Regions from separate parts of the Triticum aestivum genome. Here region 1 is linked to region 2. The links are chromatin contacts, called in public Hi-C maps. All regions are on one chromosome and are shown on one strand. Each heading gives the region's core, a stretch centred on a gene start, on an enhancer-like site or on the middle of the called end of the contact. The rest is flanking DNA. Distances are from core to core; before and after follow the strand shown. Region 1 holds the start of LOC100037593 (multiple inositol polyphosphate phosphatase 1). Region 2 holds the start of LOC123105636 (protein trichome birefringence-like 33).

Region 1 (2,882 bases), core at 124-2,623, 130 kb after region 2:
AATATTGGAGATCAAACCTTGACCATTCTTAATATGAGACTCTAGAAAGTGTGCAGACCGAGCCATATTGTAGGCTGATCGCATAGTATATTTCCCAAACCTTGTGAAAGGCCATCAAACAAAATCCTCGAAATTCCTATTAATAGGGATCCGAAGAATCTCAAAGGAGACATCGTTCAGAAAGAAGGCACGTACCTTCTGTTCATTCCAAGACCCGCTGTCCTCATCCATTAGGTAGTGAACTTTAGCCATGGCAGGAATAGGAGAGGGTTGGATTGATTTGTTATGTGTGTAGTTGGCTAGTTTTTTAGATGGAGTTTTTGAGTTGGGTTTTGGACTCCCTTCCTACTTTGTGCTAGGATGAACTCTCCTGTAATTGCCTTTGCTATCTTTTATAAAGGAAAGGTACGCATTTTGTGTACTCCAAACAAAAAAACTCTTTTTATTTAGTTGGCCCCCCGCTAATTCTCTGAAATTAAACCTTTTCCCCTTGGATTCCTAAAAAGATCTTGTATCAATTGACATGATTGAAGTATTTTTTTATTGAGTTAGAGATATCGTAGTTTCACATGAGGTCTTGTAGATGTGTTTCATTTTGTGATTGAAGGATTGTCGTCGTACAATGACTGACACTACAAGGTTCCGTAAGGCACGTGCATTTATTAGCACATGAATTTGTTCGAATGAACACCAAAAAGTACGAAGACAAGAATCTAGCCTTGATTGTTGCCTTTAAAGCAACTTTATAGAGTTGATTTATGCCCCATGATAACAACAAGAAAACTAGAGGATCACAATAACACGTGATTCAGTTACAATAGTTCTTCTCCCTTTGGACGATGTGACTAGACCGCCGATTGCTTCTAGAGAAATAAGATTGGACAAAGTGCAACCTTTGTCAGCTTTTGGAGGAAGCGGGAGACTTCTGTTCATATACTCTTGGGAGATATGGAACAAATAAAATGATACAAATTTAGGAATCATTCTTCAATGCCACCAATATTTATAGCCAAGAATAGAAAAGAAGGCAATGGAGAGTAGACTTTTTGTTTAATATATTTCCTTTCCTTTTGGGGAATGCATGCACATATTTAAGATCCTTTTTTTAGATGTAAGATCCCTTTTTTATTTAGTAAAGTGTGGCAAAGTTTTCACCCTTGTTAAAGGCAGCCTACAAACCAACAAAGAAAGGAAATGGAAAGAAAACCAGGAGCCCATGATCACACGTGATTCGGAAGCACGCAGAACGTGGCGCCGCGCCGAGACGCATCCGGATTTTAAAAGCCACCACACGCAATCCCGGCCGTCCAGCGCGACGCCGACCGTTCAGATGGCCTTGGGGACGTGTCCCGTGCGCCCCCCTACCCCGCCACGTGCATAGCCGGCCGGCTCGGCTCGGCGCGGTCGCCGTCCAAAAAAACTCGGACCAGCCCTCCTCCCACCGAATCGGAAAGACAGAGAAGCAAATCGCGACTCGCCATGGCTCCTCCGGCCACGCCTCTCCCCTTCCTCCTCCTCGCCACGCTCCTCGCGGCCGCCCCCCTCTTGCCGCCGGCGGCCGCCGAGCCCGAGGCCTTCGACGTCCGCCGCCACCTCTCCACTGTCACCAGGTACCCCTCCCCCTCAGCCCCCTCCCTCTCTGTCGTCTCTCCAAGCGCCGCCTGATCCCCGGCTAGTTCGCCGGTGGATTCGCGGTGGAGCGGGGTTCGAGCTAGCCTCGGATGCGAGCGAGGTGGTTGCCCAGGCCGTGGTGTTGGGGACGGAGACGGGGGCTTGCGGAGATGGTAGGGTTTAACTTTAACCCCCTTTGGTGGTGATTTTCGCAGGTACGATGTGTCCAGGGCGTCCAACAGCGTGGTCTCCGCGCCCTCTATCTCGGATGAGTGCCGCGTGATCCACCTCAATCTCGTCGTGAGTTTCATTTCCCCTGCATTCCACACATTTCTGTGCCAACATTTCGCCACCCAGTTCCAGTGTGAACTCGGTCTCCAGTACTGCTTGGAAGGGATTGAAACCAAGTACTTAGCAGTCGTGTCGGTGATATGCCATATGGTGTTAGTCTGTTTTCCTGAGTTATTTAAGCATTGCCATAGTTCAGGAATTAATAGATGTTGATGACTGACCTGAAATGGAACAATATTCTGCGGAGTCTGCTTGTTATTTCCCCACTGTGTACTACTTGTGTAGGATAAAATTGGCTGAATTCATTCGATACTTTTATTTACCAGGCAAGACATGGGACCCGTGCTCCTACCAAGAAGAGAATCAAGGAGTTGGATAGGCTGGCTGTGCGGTTGGGGACTTTAGTAGATGAGGCAAAACAAGGATCTGACACTGCTTCTCTGAAGAAAATTCCATCATGGATGAAGGGGTGGGAGTCACGTTGGAAGGGTAGGGTCAAAGGGGGCGAACTGGTTAGCGAAGGTGAGGAAGAGCTGTTCAATTTTGCTAACCGAGTGAAGGAGAGGTTTCAGGACCTGTTTGATGAGGAATATCATCCAGACGTGTACTCAATAAGAGCAACCCAGGTAAGCTCGACAGGTTCTTGCCATACTTAACACGTTCATATCAACAAATTTTAGGATTCTTGGTTTACCGAGTCTCATGTGTTAGTCATTATCAGATGAAACAGGAATAAATATATAGCATTTGGCAGAAACTCAGTTTACCGAGTCTCAATGTGTTGCAAACCAAGTACTACTTCTGTAAACTAGTGATCTAAAACGTCTTATATTAGTTTGGACATTGTTGCTGTTGCTGTTGATGATTTCCAGTTGAGTTATAATGTTATTGAGTTTGACTGTCGCTTAGTGTGGCTAACTATTGCTGTATGTTTGAGATGCAGGTTCCTCGAGCATCAGCTAGTGCAGTAGCATTTGGTT
Region 2 (2,795 bases), core at 282-2,781:
GCCATGATTTTCCATGGCGGATGGACCACGCGCGAGTGGAGGAGTCTTCTGGACGGCCGTGGCGTGGATTGCCGCCCACCGACACGCTACGACGCTCCGCCGTTACGGTCAGAGACGGAAAAGTCTCGGGTTAGTTAGTTAGTTAAGGAGTCCCCGCTAAAATAACTGCAACGGCATCTGGTTGCGCCGTCCAGTCCAGACCCCGGACTCGGCACGTTTCTAGAGTCGCCGGCGAATGGACCTGTGTCGTGTCGCGTCGCTCGCCGCGCCCCCACCACCGCCACCACCACCTCGGAGTGGCCTACCTCCCCAACCCCGACGATGGGGTGGTTCGCCTACCTCGGAGCCTCGTAGCGCCTGAACCCGCCCGGACGCAAGTAAGCAAAGGCCAAGCGCGTCCGGCCAAACCCTACCGGCCGGATTAGCCTCAAAATCTCGCTGTTCTTCACCGTTGCTAACCCAATAACCGTAAAATCCCAACCTCCCGGTGGACTACGATCGATTCGTTCCATCCGCCGAGTCGGCGTCAAGGCTTGGATCCATTCTTCTCTTTTTACGCTCGACGATTTGTTATTTTGTAAGTATTGTTTTCTCTGTCATGGGGCACAAACATCGATCCAAACCCACTATCGCCGTCGAGAGGAGGAACATGTGATTTTTCTTTGTCCATGGATGGATGATAATGTAATGTAATGCGATTTACTCACGCACCTTGGGAGCGAGCAGCCGCGGGGCTGCCACCGCCAGTGGCGGTAGGCGGTGTCGGGGCGGCCGTGCGCCTTGCAGGTCAGCTGCGGCTGGATGTAGGGGCACTCCTCCTCCTGGTACAGCGGCCGCGCCACCTCGTCGTACACCCACTCGCCGCGGGCCACGTCGCACCCGGCCGCAGCACGCCCGACCGCGAACGGCAGCGACACCGCCGCCGCCGAGCGGGAGCCCGAGACCTTCTTCTCTGCCACCACCGGCCCAGCCTTGCCGCCGCCCATGGGGACGTGGGGACGGGGCCTGGGGCGGTGGCGGGGCGGCGGGTGGTGGAGGAAGGGCTGGTGGAGCGTGGAGGAGAAGTCCTTGAAGTAGAGCACGGAGACGAAGGTGATGAAGGCGAGCGTGAGCGCATAGGAGGTCAGGAACGGGGTGCGCCGCCCGTGCCCGCCGCCGGCCGCGCCGTGCTGCGGCTTCATCATCCTCCTAGCCCTCGTCTCGTCTCGCCCCCGGCTCGGCTCAGCTCGGTCGATCTTGCTGCTTGCTTGCTAGCTAGATTGCCGCCGCCAGCATCGCGAGATGCAATGGAGATTCGTCGGCGGGGCAGGGCGGGGCGGGGCGATCCGATCTGGCGTGCGCGGCGCTGCTTGGGGAGGAATCTGTGGGGCGGTTGGGATCTGGGGGTGGGGGAGGGTAAAGCGCCGGTGTTCTTGGCTTTGGCTTGGCTTTGTTGAGGGGAGGAGGAGATCGGAGAGGCAGGTCGCTCGCTTTCGGGGTTGGGGCCCTGGCAACTTTGGTGAGAAGTGGAGTAGGATTGAATGCCGGGGGTATAGCTGGGGGTGTGGTGCGTGTCCGAATGGTGGTTTGTGGTTTGTGGGTGGGCTCACACTTGGGGTGTTTGCTCGAGTAAACATGGGCCGATTATTACAGCAATTAGTAGTACTAGTAGTGTGTTGCTCTCGTGATTACTCGGTGTACTTACTGCACTGCATGTTCATTTAATATACTGCATGTCTGCATTACTACTACTCCCTCCTGTATTTACTTCGCATATTAGAATTGGTCAAAGTCAAGCTTTGTAAACTTTACAAAGTTTGACTTCAGTCAACTTTAATATGTGGAGTAAATAACAACGGGGGAGTATTTGTCTTTCTAGAGAGTTCAACAAATGACTACATACGAAGCAAAATGAGTGAATCTACACTTTAAAATATGTCTACATACATCCGTACGTTGTAACCATTTAAAATGTCTAGAAAGACGAATATTTGGAAACGGAGGGAGTACTACTCGAGGTGCATGCCAAAAGGAAATTCCAATTTGGTCAGTTACCTTGGTTAAAAAGCTGTACTCTTTCCGTTTCTAAATATAAGTCTTTGTAGGAATTTTACTAGGTGGACTAGATATGAAGCAAAATGAATGAATTTAAATTTAAAATGATTCTATATACATCCGAATGCGGTTTATAGTAAAATTTCTATAAAGACTTACGTTTAGGAACGAACGAAGGGAATAGTAAAAATTTGAGCTTCCCTTTCCTTGTGTTCTTCGATCGACCAGCTGCGAACGGCAGCACCAGTTACATTCGAACCGGGAAGACCGGGGGGAGGGGCCATGTGTCCCCCAGGGCGCCAGATCCGGCTTCCACGTGGCCCCACTAACCCCCTGTTCAGGTTCGCCTCATCTCGTCGACGCACGCAGCACTAGTTGTTGTTGAGCTCCGTTGCCGGCACCGGACCATACGCCGGGTAGGGTAGGTGCGTCGTCCATTGCAGATTTGCAGTTATTGATGACACTGTGGCAACCTCAGATCGGTCGACGCTTGAACAAGATGGCCGGCAGGTGATCAATGAAGCATAGTACGTACTACTGTACTGGAGTACTAATGAACTCGGACCATCTGATGAAATGAAATGCGTGTCCCAAACCTAAATCGGCCGCCGATCTTTTCCTTCCATCGCGGGGCGTAATCTCGCCTGAATCACGCGCCGCGGCCAGTTTCTTGTACTGCTACTATCTTTTCTTGCTCACACGCATCGCTCTCGTCCTTGTTACTCCGCCAGTCATGGCATGCACAAACTTGATCACTACCG

What was found. Hi-C and Micro-C count contacts between places; a contact is called where the count stands out from the background.
Region 1: a Hi-C map of leaf shows a contact between it and region 2, with 2.4 times the contacts expected there. The contact joins the promoter of LOC100037593 here to the promoter of LOC123105636 in region 2. A contact is called at or near these places in 2 of 5 Hi-C or Micro-C datasets (both in leaf).

Annotation. Positions count from the first base shown.
Region 1 is chr5A:651,464,368-651,467,249 of IWGSC CS RefSeq v2.1, forward strand. It overlaps LOC100037593 (multiple inositol polyphosphate phosphatase 1), which reads left to right and starts at 1,374. Exons shown (of 11, transcript XM_044527736.1): 1 at 1,374-1,610; 2 at 1,827-1,911; 3 at 2,229-2,528; 4 at 2,846-2,882. The coding sequence starts at 1,480.
Region 2 is chr5A:651,331,421-651,334,215 of IWGSC CS RefSeq v2.1, forward strand. It overlaps LOC123105636 (protein trichome birefringence-like 33), which reads right to left and starts at 1,532. Exons shown (of 5, transcript XM_044527734.1): 1 at 712-1,532. The coding sequence starts at 1,184.